Linked DNA regions of Rattus norvegicus: region 2 is linked to region 1. The links are chromatin contacts, called in public Hi-C maps. All regions are on one chromosome and are shown on one strand. The core of a region is the stretch at or near the end of the contact, and the rest is flanking DNA. Distances in the headings are between cores, read along the strand shown.

The links. A called contact is a pair of places that touch in the nucleus more often than the background predicts.
Region 2: a Hi-C map of prefrontal cortex shows a contact between it and region 1, with 4 times the contacts expected there. The contact joins the promoter of Khdrbs3 here to the enhancer-like site in region 1. A contact is called at or near these places in 3 of 12 Hi-C or Micro-C datasets (the A7r5 cell line, frontal cortex and prefrontal cortex).

The regions. Positions count from the first base shown.
Region 1 is chr7:102,133,676-102,139,561 of GRCr8, reverse strand. No RefSeq gene overlaps it. Among named protein-coding and RNA genes, the nearest start is that of H3-7l, 9.3 kb to the left of the region's middle. Within about 2 kb of position 3,626, at least 7 of the 93 cell types and tissues checked have an H3K27ac peak or open chromatin away from gene starts, as enhancers often do.
Region 2 is chr7:102,722,306-102,728,822 of GRCr8, reverse strand. Khdrbs3 (KH RNA binding domain containing, signal transduction associated 3) reads right to left here and starts at 1,980. Exons shown (of 9, transcript NM_022249.2): 1 at 1,773-1,980. The coding sequence starts at 1,860.

The DNA.
Region 1 (5,886 bases), core at 2,377-4,876:
GTGGCCAGCGCCATCCTGACCAAAACACTGCACCAGGTCCTCCTGCAGTTATGTGTCAAAGGACAGTTCAGCCCTTTAGGGAACTTGCTGTGTGAGCTGATTTTGTCTTCATCTATAGACACTGGCCATTAGATAAGAAGAAATTCATTTAGGGAAATTGGCTCACACATTACAGGGGCTAGGGGTCTATCCTCAGGTCATCTGTAGAGAAGAGACTATAGGGAGCTAGCAGCATAGCTAAGTTCAAACCCAAAATCTCAGAACTAGGTAAGTCAAAAATAAATCTCAATCTGAGATCAAGGATCTGGGGATCCTGGGAGTCACTGCATGAGTTCCTGGAGTTCCAAGCTTGCTGGGTCTGAAGGCTGAGGTTGAACCTGAGAGGAAAAGAACACCTCAGAGGAGATAGGGGCAGGGAGTAGCAAGAAAGTAAACAATCTTCCCTCCCTTTGATTTTGTTCTCTTGGGGACCCTAAACAAGTGGATGGTGCCCACTCATTTCAAGGTTGATTTCCATACATGTTGTGGATAAATCCAGAGATCATGTGCACCAATTTGCCCATGCTCCTAAATCCAGTCAAGCTGACACATAAAATGAACCAACACAGATGTGTTCACATAACCATGGCACATATTCCCAAATCCACATCACACAGACCACCTTCCTGAGTCCCTTGCAATACAAGATGCATGGCTCAGTTTTAGTCTGTGGGTCCTCATGATGGAGATATAGCCAAACAAGGCCCAAAAGATGTCTGCTATAATGCTACCTGTTTGCAATCTCCTCAAAAAAGCAATGTTTTAAAGACTTAGTTAGACTTTAGCATTCCTGATAGGCAGGCCCCTTTGGAAGTTGGGTCTAATGAGAAGTTATATTATGAAGGTGGATGATCCTAAAGAGTGATTGGTCCTCTTCTTCCTCTCTCCTTTTGCTTCCTGGTTGCCATGAACTGAGCACCCTCCTCTATCACATGCTTCTACCATGATATCTTGTCTCACCAAAAAAAGGTGCCAACTGCCAATGGAAAGAAATCTCTTGAACCAGGAATCAGAATAAGTGTCCTCATTTTAACTATATTATTTCAGGTATTTTTTAAGAGTATCAACAGCCTGTGTATATGGCCTATTGCTCGACTTGATGAACAAATGTTCTTTTACTGTGAGATGCTGGGCCCAAAGTAGGGTTGAGTTATAAGACAGAAGGAACAGAGGGAACTAGAGTTCCTGAACAAACACCATGAAAAGTTACCTGCTTTCTAGGAACATATGTAAAAGAGCTGAGTAAGAAAAACTTTTAACACATTAAGCCATTGAGATTGGGAAGTTGACTTCCTAAAGTTAATCTCTCTTGACTAATAAGCATGCTTGGAAAATACGCAACAGCAAGAGAGTCATAATCCTATAGGATAAGATTGCCAGAAGACAGAATCCATCTTTTCCTGCTGAAGCGCTGCAAGATTGTAGCATTCACCAGAGCCATAGTTCCAGTCAAACATGGGTTATTAGATTTGTTTTCTTGGGGTCCCCCAGTGAATCAGCCTGCTACTCCTGATCTTCCCAGCAAATCACTTCCTTATATCTCTACTGTCCCAAAAGCTTCCAGATAACTGGATTATTTCCCAAGAGTCTCTTGGACCTGCTCAAGGTGACCTTCCTTGGCCTGTTAGACTTTCCACATCCCCATGAACTTCTAAAGGACATAGCAATCTGTGATTCCCTCCAGTCTGAGTGGGAACAGAGAACCAGGCAAAGTTTAGCTCTCTGCTAAAAGATCAAACAGATGGCCAAGGTCTATGCCCTCAAGCACTGCTCAGGTGGGCAACAGCCTACTTACGCCACTTGCCATGGGCCATCCAACTCTCATGGCCCCTCTATTTAGGCTGAATAGAAAGCATATTAGACACAGATTCTATTCATTTTCTTTTTGTTGCCTCCTTAATCCAGATTTACCAATTAGCTTTAACTGATAGGCTAAAGTTTCTTATGACAGCTCTGTGACAGGCTGAGATTTGAAAAGTCCATGTACACTGAATCTTGTTCTGCACTGCTCCTCAGGAACCTTCTGCATATGTGAACAAACCAAGGGATAGAGAAAATCTTTCCTGCCACAAAGAAGTCTTGACACAATGGAAGTCCTGGTCAAGTGAGGGATGACATTCTAGGCCATTCCAGCCATGTTGGATCAGAATAGAATGCTATACAGTTAACCTTTGGACCACAAAAATAATGTTTCTTGTCTTAACCATATTTGGCAATGTTTGCTAAACCTGCAAAATAGCAGGTACACACACATACAGACATTAGTCACGTGAGACCTGAGAACCCCGTAAAAATCCATCTGAAATTTTCCCCAATTTTCTCACCTCTATAATGAGAGCCCTCCCACCTGTGAAACTGGAAGCAAGTGAATGGAAAGGGGACCGTTTACTCTTCTTTTAAAATCATACATGGAGTCCATCAGTATGAAAGTTGGATTGAAGTATGTAAATCACTCACTGTGTCACCAAACTTTCATCCCTGGAAGAACAAGAAATCACAGGTCCGGTGGGCTTCTGCCAGCCCCTACACACATGCATAGTCATGCATGCATGCACACACACAAACACACACAGAAATACACACAATAAATCCACCAGGAATCTAAGCAAAATTTTACAATAACATTGGGCTGCAAGATGAACATTTGGCTCTAATCCTGGTTCTACCCCACTGTGGGGAATCCTTTTCTTTTGCTGGGTCTAGATTGTTGAACTGGAGGTTTGTCCTATCTATGTATTCTACAGTTCTAAGGGCTTCAATTCGGACTTTCCACTTGCATTAACAAATCTTCATTCAGTATTACTCATGCAGTTGATAATATGCTGTACAACATGCACTCTGATAAAAAAAAAACATATAAAGATTCTAAGATTCACCGGAACACAGTAACAGTGGGAGGAGGTCAGTGACTTGTTCCCCTCCTGCAGAAGAGAAATCTGAGATTCAGAAAAGCTAAAACATTCCACAACCCAGCCTCAGCCCACCCCTATACACCCTTCACTAACTACACCCACGCCCACCCGACTCCCACTCCAGAGCTCCAAAGACTTTTCAGCAATAATTCGCTCTGATTCTCTGGCACTTCTTCCTGTTTTCTAAAGTGAGATGCTGCTTAATAGAATCAGCTAGACCTTGGCTTGGAAAACCAGGGTGTCAAGATCTAGATCTACCCTGATATCCCTCTGTGACCTTGACTTTCTCTGAAACCATTTAATTATCCCCAGGAGCATCAAGCCTGACTCTGAGACCTCAACAGGGGTGCAACAGAGATCAGATGTGTTTTCAGATATAAAAATGCTTTAAAGAAGGAAACCATCCAGCCAATATGATTCGGTGCTTATCCTGTGTGCATCAAACCTCAGTCAGAGCAGAATTCTAAAGCTGTCTGAACTCTCTAAGCCTTTAGAACTGTGGACAGGAAGAACAAGGTATGTAATTTTTTGTTGTTGCTTTAGAAGCTCAAAGAAGGGCTAGGAAATCGTGACTTCCAACACTCACAGCTTTGAGTTTCTGTGGACAGCTGGGCCTAGAGATGACGTCATCTGGCATGAGTGAGAAAGCCTCCCTTCAGCAAGAAAGGGATTTGCAGAAAGGAAATATCTGTCATCTGTGTGAGAGCAAGAGGTGATTAAACACTCTGCACTTGATTATCCACCTGTAAAATGAGACTCCATACCTCAACTGTCCATGGGAGAAAGGACAGGAAGCCTCAGGAGGCCATGTCTACCACAACCCTAGATTAAGGCTTTATGTGTGATCTCACTGTGGAAAATACCATAAGGCAAAAATCCAAGATATAAAGATTTAGAGGCATGCTTTCCTGTCTCTGTTCACCGTGTAGCACAGCCTGACACAGAAGAGTGAGAGGATTCAATTGATGGTGGTGCATCTGATACTAGAATATGGCGGTGGTATGAAAAGGATGTCTTCTGGGACTTTTAACGGTCTGGGGAATTGTTAAAGATGCTGACAGTGCTGGGAAGGCACACGAGCACCTGACTCATCCCTCAGAAGCCACATGGATGACTGAGAGGAAGATGAAGCATGAGACTGGCAGACCAAATGAGGAAGGAGACCTCCTGTTAATCATCTCTTCATAATCTTGGAAGGCTAAAGTGGAAAGGGGCCATCAGTGTTCGCATAGTGAAGGGGACGAGCTCTATACTAAGACACTGTGTCATGAGGTCTTTCCAATTCCAACGGGGAAAAAATAAGTCTCTCGACGGGAACCCGCAGACTACTTTTGGCTGAAATGGTAAAATCAGAGTTGCCTTCCTGGCACCATGCTTGGGCAGTTCCCACAGCCGGGGCAGACAAAAAGGTGAGGAGACTATAAAGGCAGAGAAAGCCCTAATGGGTCTATCGCCATTGCAAATGATTCCATTCCATTTCAGGGAGGTATCTGAGCCCTCCAAAAATAGGTCTTCAGAATAATAACATGGATTGATGGCATCTGCGGCATTAGAGAAAACTAAACAAAAGATAAATAAAAACACATAAAATAAATTTTAATATGAGAAAAATGGAGTAATAGGATGCTGTGCAGATAAGTTGACTGTACATCATCACGGTGTAGGTGTTACCCTGGCACCTCCGAGGAGCAGATGCTATAAGATCCCATGAAGGTCAAAGCAGGTGGGGCTCAAAGCCACTATACACCTGTGACATTAAAATGCAGTTTGCAAACTGATTGTCATTTGCCCAGTCCAACAGGGACACTCCAACAAAGCATCTGACTATATAAATGAGTCCCATTCCTGGCAGCATCTAGTAGGAAGGGGCATGGATTAATTGATGTCCTCATGGCCTGAAGACAGGTAAAGGAAAACTGATACAATGTTGTTTCGTAATGCATAGCAGCATAAGATCTGGACCTGTGAGCAAAGGGAAGCTGCCATGTAAATTTTAGCCAACCCTGAAGCTATCAGGAGAAGGGAATGGGGAAGAAGAATGCTGTGCAGATAAAAAATAAATAAAGCTCCTGGTGTCCTCTACATTTATCACCCTCCCTGGAAGTTGGGTGAAGGTCACCAACTAGCAAAAGATGATGGGAGCAGAGACCCATGTTTGGTTCTAGGGCAAGAGACAATGTGAATGTTTCACCCATCACTCTACCTCCCTGCTCAGCAAGGTTGAAAAAATAGGTTGTTAGGGAGGCAGCATACCATGGAACTAGTTCCGGCTGTTGTTACTAGTGAAAAGGAAGTCTTCCTTCCAGATCCACCTATTTTCCCCCAGGACCAAATTTGGCCTCAAACCAGAGCACCAACCACTACTTCTGAAAGCTGCCCTCAAGAGGCTTCTCTACACCCTGTTCAAACAAAGATCAAGCCACTCCATTACTGAAACCTAATCTGAGCAGGCTGAGGCTCTAGCTCTATGGCCACTCCTAGACATAAGTGGAACTATGTTGTATGGTATAAGATCTTACTCCTGCCTCTGCCCCTACATCAGCTAAAAGGACAGAAGAGGCAATTTTCCAGGAATAAATAGACTAATGTGGCAGGAAACAAGAAGCTCCCCAGGAGTATTCTACCTCTTATTACCCATGAGAGGGTTCCACAGTGGTGCACTAAGAACATGTTACAAGTGACCAGATGTGTTCCCTTGTGATACAGAAGTCACTCAAGGATGTACCTACTGCTTTTGGTTCTCAGCCTTTCTCCTTTGCCTCTCTTGCTGGCATTCACACTGCCGTAGGGTGACCCACACAACAAAGTGTTAAGCTAGCTTGTCTGTGTTTTTTTGTATCTACACAAAGCAGAGCAGTTAAGGAAACAGGACAGAAAAGGGCAGACAATTAGCAGGATCTCTGAACATTCCAGAAACAAAAGCAAGAACTGCAAG
Region 2 (6,517 bases), core at 731-3,230, 590 kb before region 1:
CAAGTTAAAGCCAAACAAGTCCGGAAAACACCTCCCAGGCCACCATTACCCCCAGCAGACACACAGGAACCGACAGAATTGTGGACATCTTAACAGCACTCGGCTACGACAACACAGTACGGGAAAACAAGCCGGACTTTTAAAAGAACTCATTATCTTTTCAAACCAGTTTCCCTGGTGGAGGAGAACCCAAGTTTGATTTAGTCTCTTCACCAGGAAAACTGTACTTGGTTTCACAGTCCACACCATTTCTAAGCCACTGATCTCACACAACGTACAAAGAATTTTCTTACAGAGACGACAGCCCGGGCAAGCAGCAAATGATACACGTAAATCACAGGGAGTGGGGAGTACAATTGTAACCTAACTGCAGGGACCTAACTACAAGACTGTTCAGAGGAACCAGGCAGTAAAACTTAAAATTCTTTTTCGCCAATTTAAGAGTGAACGCCCATTACTTTTTCACAAGCCCCGTTACATGAAAGAAATCAAAATAAGCATGCCATTAACGGGAGAGGCTGGCGAACATATCTCTGTTCAACAATTGAAAGAAGCTTAAATTCTTGGAGAAGGTAAGTCTCTCCACCACCCGCACAAAGGACAACAGCCTGCTCCTGACAACTGTATACAACAGGCAAGGAGCAGGGGTCGTGGTTCTAAAACATAGGTGTCTACACACAAATAGAATATGTCTGCCTCATCTTTCTCTCCCAACAATAAGAGTCAGGACCAGCACTGTGAACAGCATACCATAGGATCCACTACACAAAGTGATTCATAAAAAGGATACAGATCTGACCAGATGATGTCTCTGCCATATCCCTAAAAAAGAAGTAAGAAGAAAGAAAAAAAAAAAAAAAAAAAGACCAGAGGTTCCCTAACCATCTTTCTGGGAAACATGCTGGACCCGGGTGTAGCAGATAGATTGGGGGAAGGCAAGCTTCATTTACCTTCCATCCCAACAGATGATTCAGGAAGCCAGAGGAGAAGTAAACCAGAAGAATACTGCCTTGGGTAGGCGTGCCTCCATAAACCCCAATGTCCCTGTCCTTGGCACTTCCCGGTTCCTTTTCCACCCGCGCTGGTTGGAGGAGTGTGAAAAATGGCACAGGCGGTGGTTCCTTTGGCAATGTGTTCAACCCTAAGCCTGACACCAATGAGGGTCACCCGCCCAGCTTGTCTCAAAAAGAGAAAGGGCGAGCAAGAACTGGCTCTCTGGCGGGCCTCCTCTCCCAAACTGAGACCTCCAAGGGCCGCCTGCCTGCCAGCCAGGCTGGCATGAGTGCCCGCCCCCAGGAACGGCAAACTGCCCAGCCAGCGGCCGCCTAGGCACACACAGAAAAACCGTGGGAGAGGGACTGGGCTCCTCCCTCGGGGCCGCTGGAGTCCTCCCCTTTATCGTGCTTGAAGGAGCTGACCCTAAACCTCTTCCAAGGTCCCCAAACTTCACTAACAACCCAAGCACCTGTTCCCTTCATCTCCTGCGCAGCCGATCCGCTCAAGCTCATCGGTATCCCTGCAGCACTTTCTTCTAGCTCCTTGGACACCCGAACACCCCTGGTCCCAGGGTGCCCCACTCTCTCTCCCTGGTGGGCTCACCCAAGATCGGTCTAGACACAGACTCCTACACTCTCGCTGCCCTCCACCCAGAAGTTTCCCCTGGGTCCACCAGGGTCCCCACGGAAGCGCCTCCAGTCCCATGCAGATGTCGGGCCTCCTCCCTCCTCCCCGGAGCCGGCTACTCGGGTGCCGTTAACGGCCGGCGCGCTCACCTCGGTTCACCAAGCGCAGGGCGTGCGTGAAGGAGGGGTCCAGAGAGTCCTTCTCCGCCATCAGCTCCGGCAGGTACTTCTCCTCCATGCTCGCCGGCCGCCGGGCCCGCTTCTCCGCCCCGAGGCGCGCGCGCGCCAGCCGCCCCGCAGCCCGAGCCGCCCGCCCGCGGCGGCGCGGACCCCGCCAGGCGCCTCGGCGGCCAAGCCGGGCGGGCGGCCGGGCGGCGGTGGCGGCTCGGGGCGGGCGGCGGCCGCTCAGCCCGGCCCCGTGGAGCCCCAGATCACCGCGCTGCGGGCCGCGGGCTGCACGGCGGCGGGATGAGCTAAAGGAGCGGGCGGGGAAGCCGAGGAGCGCTGGCCGGACTAGCCCGCTGGCGGCGACCGTGCCTGGCTCTGCTGCGACCCGCCCCGCGCGCCGCCTCGCGCGCTCTGAGCCTCCGCGCAGTGCCCCGCGCCCTCCCCGCCCCGCCCGCCGCGCCTGCGCGCTGTGCCGACCGCCTGGCGCGCGCCGCCTCGTGGGGGCACTGGGACTGCGCGGACCCGCGGCGGGGATATTGTAGGGGCGCTTCTAGTCCCCGGACCTGGGGTCTCCATCCCGGGCTCCCCGATGAGCACCTCTAAGCCGTCCAGCACTGCCTTGTACGTGCAGTCTGGGAAACTGAGGCTCACAGGTCAAGTGGCGCGTCCAAGGTCACCCGTCCTAGGGAGGAGGGACAAGGGCAGAGCCTTTGGAACCCAAGTTCATCAGGCTGGGCTCTGGGAACCGGCAGGGAGACCAGGCTCCTGGTTCGCCAAAGCTCCGCGGACTTGCCTAACTTAGGTCGCTTTGCTGTCCGCTGCTATTTGTACGAAAATAGCGCCGGACCGGACTTGAAACGCCAGCCTCCTGAGACCCTTGGCGCAGAGGTCGGTTACATAAAAGCGCCTGCCCTTCAGACTGTCTTTGTCTTCCAAGACTTGCTCCCGGTTGCCCTTCTCCTTACATGGCGGTGTCTGGACATGGATGAATGAGCCCCTCTAAACTCTCTCCAGTAGGGAACCTACCACACCACACATAAGTGGTGATGTCTTCTGTCGCCCTCGAGTCACCCAACCAAACCCCAGCAAATGCTCTCCTAGTCTCCTCGTAGATCTTTTGAGGTCTGTGAAATAAGTGTCCCACACTAGGCCAAGGACTTCTGAGTCTCCTCCTCTCAGAGGATATCATCATCCCAACCTTGATAACCTGGGTCCCTTGACAGTACTAAAGACTTTCCCAGAAAAGCCTTGTTTCATTTTCCCTCTCCCTGAACTCTAAAGCCATTCACAGAACCACAATTCTGCTTTTGGTAGCCTAGGGCTATCATGGAGAATTGCAAATTTGTCTGAGGGAGAAGTCTGCAACACCTGGTGTCTGGGACGATTGTGGGGTGATTTCGCACCAGAAAAGTTTCCTGAAGGAATCCTCCAAGCATCTGATCCCTTGTTCCAGCCTTGCATATACTTGGTTGCAGGTAAGGTGGTGCGACTCCAGAGCCTCCTGCAACAACCTCCCCCATGTCTCTCTTTCGGATGGAAAGGGCAAGAGGCAGTAAAACACAATGGTTAACTAGTTGTGACCCTTTAGCAAACTTAGGTCATCTGTGCCTCAGTTTCTTCACCTATCACATGGAGATAAGAAAAAATCATTTCTTAGTAAGGTCATGAGAATGTACTATTTCACCAGCATCCCGGCACAAAATGAAAGCCAGACTGTTCTGTGGCAGTCTCCCTCGAATGGCGGCTCTCTGAAGCAGAAGCTTCAAAAGGCAGCAGGCAACACCATCTGTGTGGTCCTCGATGCTGGACTCGGTGCACAACCCCAGCAGAGTAAGCTCATAAGGGTAGATAGATCCTGCTTCTGACCCTGAGCCCCATGCTGGTTTGTTTGTGCATTGTGCCCCAAATCTGAGCCTCACGTCTGGACCCCCAACACCTAGGTAATGTCAGCCATCCTTCAAGGCAGTTGGGGAAGTTGGGGAAGTTCTTGATGTCTAAATGGAAGCATGTGCCTTTTGCTCTAGTCTCCCTAGACTTGAATTCCAGTGGTTCTCTGACAACCACTCCTGAGGAGGAGAGGTAGACAGAGGACCTGGTAAAACAGCCTCCTTGCACTGTGTCTTCCATTTTCTGCCTCGGTAGTAGTCTAAACTTTCACTGATGAATATCTTTATTAAGCAGTTACTAATTATCTTTATTAAGCACTTACTAATTATCTTTATTATAAGCATTTACTAAGTGCCAAGCTGCTCCGGCAGCTTTATCCATCGTCCTCTTGATACCTGCAGGAGAGATTCCGTTTATCACCATTTACTCATCAAGAAATCTCCGAGGCTGAGTAATTTTATACTTTGCCACCTGTGCCACCACTAGCAATCTGAGATCCCAGGCCCTCCTATTCTAAACCCTTCCCACACCCAACCCTTCCCAGGTAGTGATCTGAGACTGATTAGATCTCTGTCCCACCCCCACTGGAGTTTTTGGCACAGATGTCCCACCAGCAGCTGGGGAGGAGGACTGTATACCATGAGGCCGACAACAGAGATGCTGAAGCGTCTGCTTGGGACCCTCCTCCTCACAAAGCCTTCCAAGAGGGCAGGTGCCCAGCCCTGTGAGTGCCCATGTCGGGTCCTCCAGGGGAGAAGACTGATGTTCCTATAAGAGGCTCAGAAACTCATCCCCACCCTCCAGTCTGGCTGGACCAGTACAGGGCACTGCCATGTCTTGCTACCTACTCTGCTGTTCATGAACCCACCATCCTGTGGTCTCGAAATTTCAAAACCTTTAGAAAATAAAAGACTCGGGTCTTGGAGAAAGTTACAGCTTTTCTGCAAACGTCAGCAGGCAGTGATACAAGTTCAGGTCCTTGGGATTCTAAGCCAGAGATATCTTCAGAATACTCTGCTTCTGTGTGCTGAGACTGCTCTGGATGTAGAGGCGAAGAGGCCTTCTCCAACGGCACCTCTGGGCAAGGGCACAATGTCACTGTTGACGTTACCCAAGACTCCACAGACCCTGTCTACACTCCCTGGAGTCCCTAGGCTGGCATAAGGAACCAGAACTACCTTTTCCTCAGATCCAAGTCAGTGATTTGACTCTCAGTCCCAAAGAGGTAAGGAGTATTTCCCATCATCCCAGGCTACCCGAGGAGCACAGCCGTGTCTCTGCAACCCCAGAGGGACGGCTGTCATTTTATAATCTCCACTGACTTCCAGCCCTTCTCTCCCAGGAAGAGACAGATGATATATCCTTGGCCTCTGACATTAGCTCCAGTGAGTCAGACACTGCTGCTGTGCTAGACATCATCAGGGCACACACCCCACACACAGTCTGTGTCTGCGAGCTGGTTTTCTTCTAAAGATTGCTGCCCGCATTGCAAACCTCCCTTTGAACGTGTAAGAGATGTGAGCCCTATGCTACATTCTCATGAGTGGAAAAGTCCGAATCAGGGCTCATTCTGGACCCCCAGATCCCTTGCTTACTAGCTACCAATCTCGCCCCAGCAAGCACTATCTCTGAGCACAGGGAAAGGGTGACGCCCATCTTTCAGGGTCAGTTAAGATTTATCCCTCACTAACCTCCTCATAGACACAGTGTTAATGTTTTCCGACTCCTCCTCCTCTCGGCAGCAGCGTTATTTATGCTCTTGTTCTTGCTCACCACACTGAGTCTTTGTCTTCGCTGTCCTTGGAGCCTTCTCAGCTCCTTAGCCCAGTGTCTGGTTGAGCAGTCAGTTCAATGCAAGCAGTCATTTGTTCAGCGATCCCTCCTCCTAACAAAGCCGTTCTCTTAACATCACTGTTACTCAAATCTTTGAGACGATGGCTTTGTCATGTAAGGAGGACACCAAAAGATGGCATAGCCTCACCTAGAAATCCATCATGACCCTGTTACAGCAAAAGTCACCAAGAAGATCCACTCTGGTCAACGACTCCAGTAGACTGTGACTGGAAGGGTAGGAGAAACTTTGGAAGGCAGAGGCCCTCAAGAATACAGAGCACATCCACAGATCAGGAGTGACTCCATGAGGCCTTGCATATTCAGTGCAGAGGAAGGAAGCTCAGACATCAAGTAAGTGAGGCTAAGAAAGTTACAATAGTCCAGAAGCTGGAAGGAGTATTAGATACATTTTCTCACGTCCCCATGCATACACACGTGAACATAAAATGTACAAAAAGAGAGAAACACATGTGCACATGCACATATACACGGATGTGCACACTCAGATAATCTATCATTTCTGTTCCACTCAGTCCAAAGACAGGAAAATCAAGCTTTTCCAGCTCAATCATTCACATACCCAGAGACACCTAGCCTGCTCGCTCTGTATTCACATGCTTTCCATGCAAGTCTGTCCTCTTTCTGTCTGGTGGATAGCAAGTCCAGGTCCTCTTGCACATTTCACTTTACTGCAGCAAAACCATCCATCCTACCTCTGTTCAGCAGGGAAGATGCCACAGATATTGTGCACACACCCCCTCGTGGAGAAATTCGGAAGTACATTCCCTGGAAAGTTATTGTATGACAGCCACTTGGGTTTTGACCTCCACTGAAAGGAACTCCAAGGAGGACTGTAATGTCAGCCTGAGAAGGAAAGTAATAGATGGGGGTTCTAATGTGAAGAAATGAAAGAGGAAGAAGATAATGAAATGGGGGAGGGGACAACAACAGCAAGAAAAATAAAAAAAAAACCAAAAACAAAAACAACGCACAGAAAAGCAGAGAAA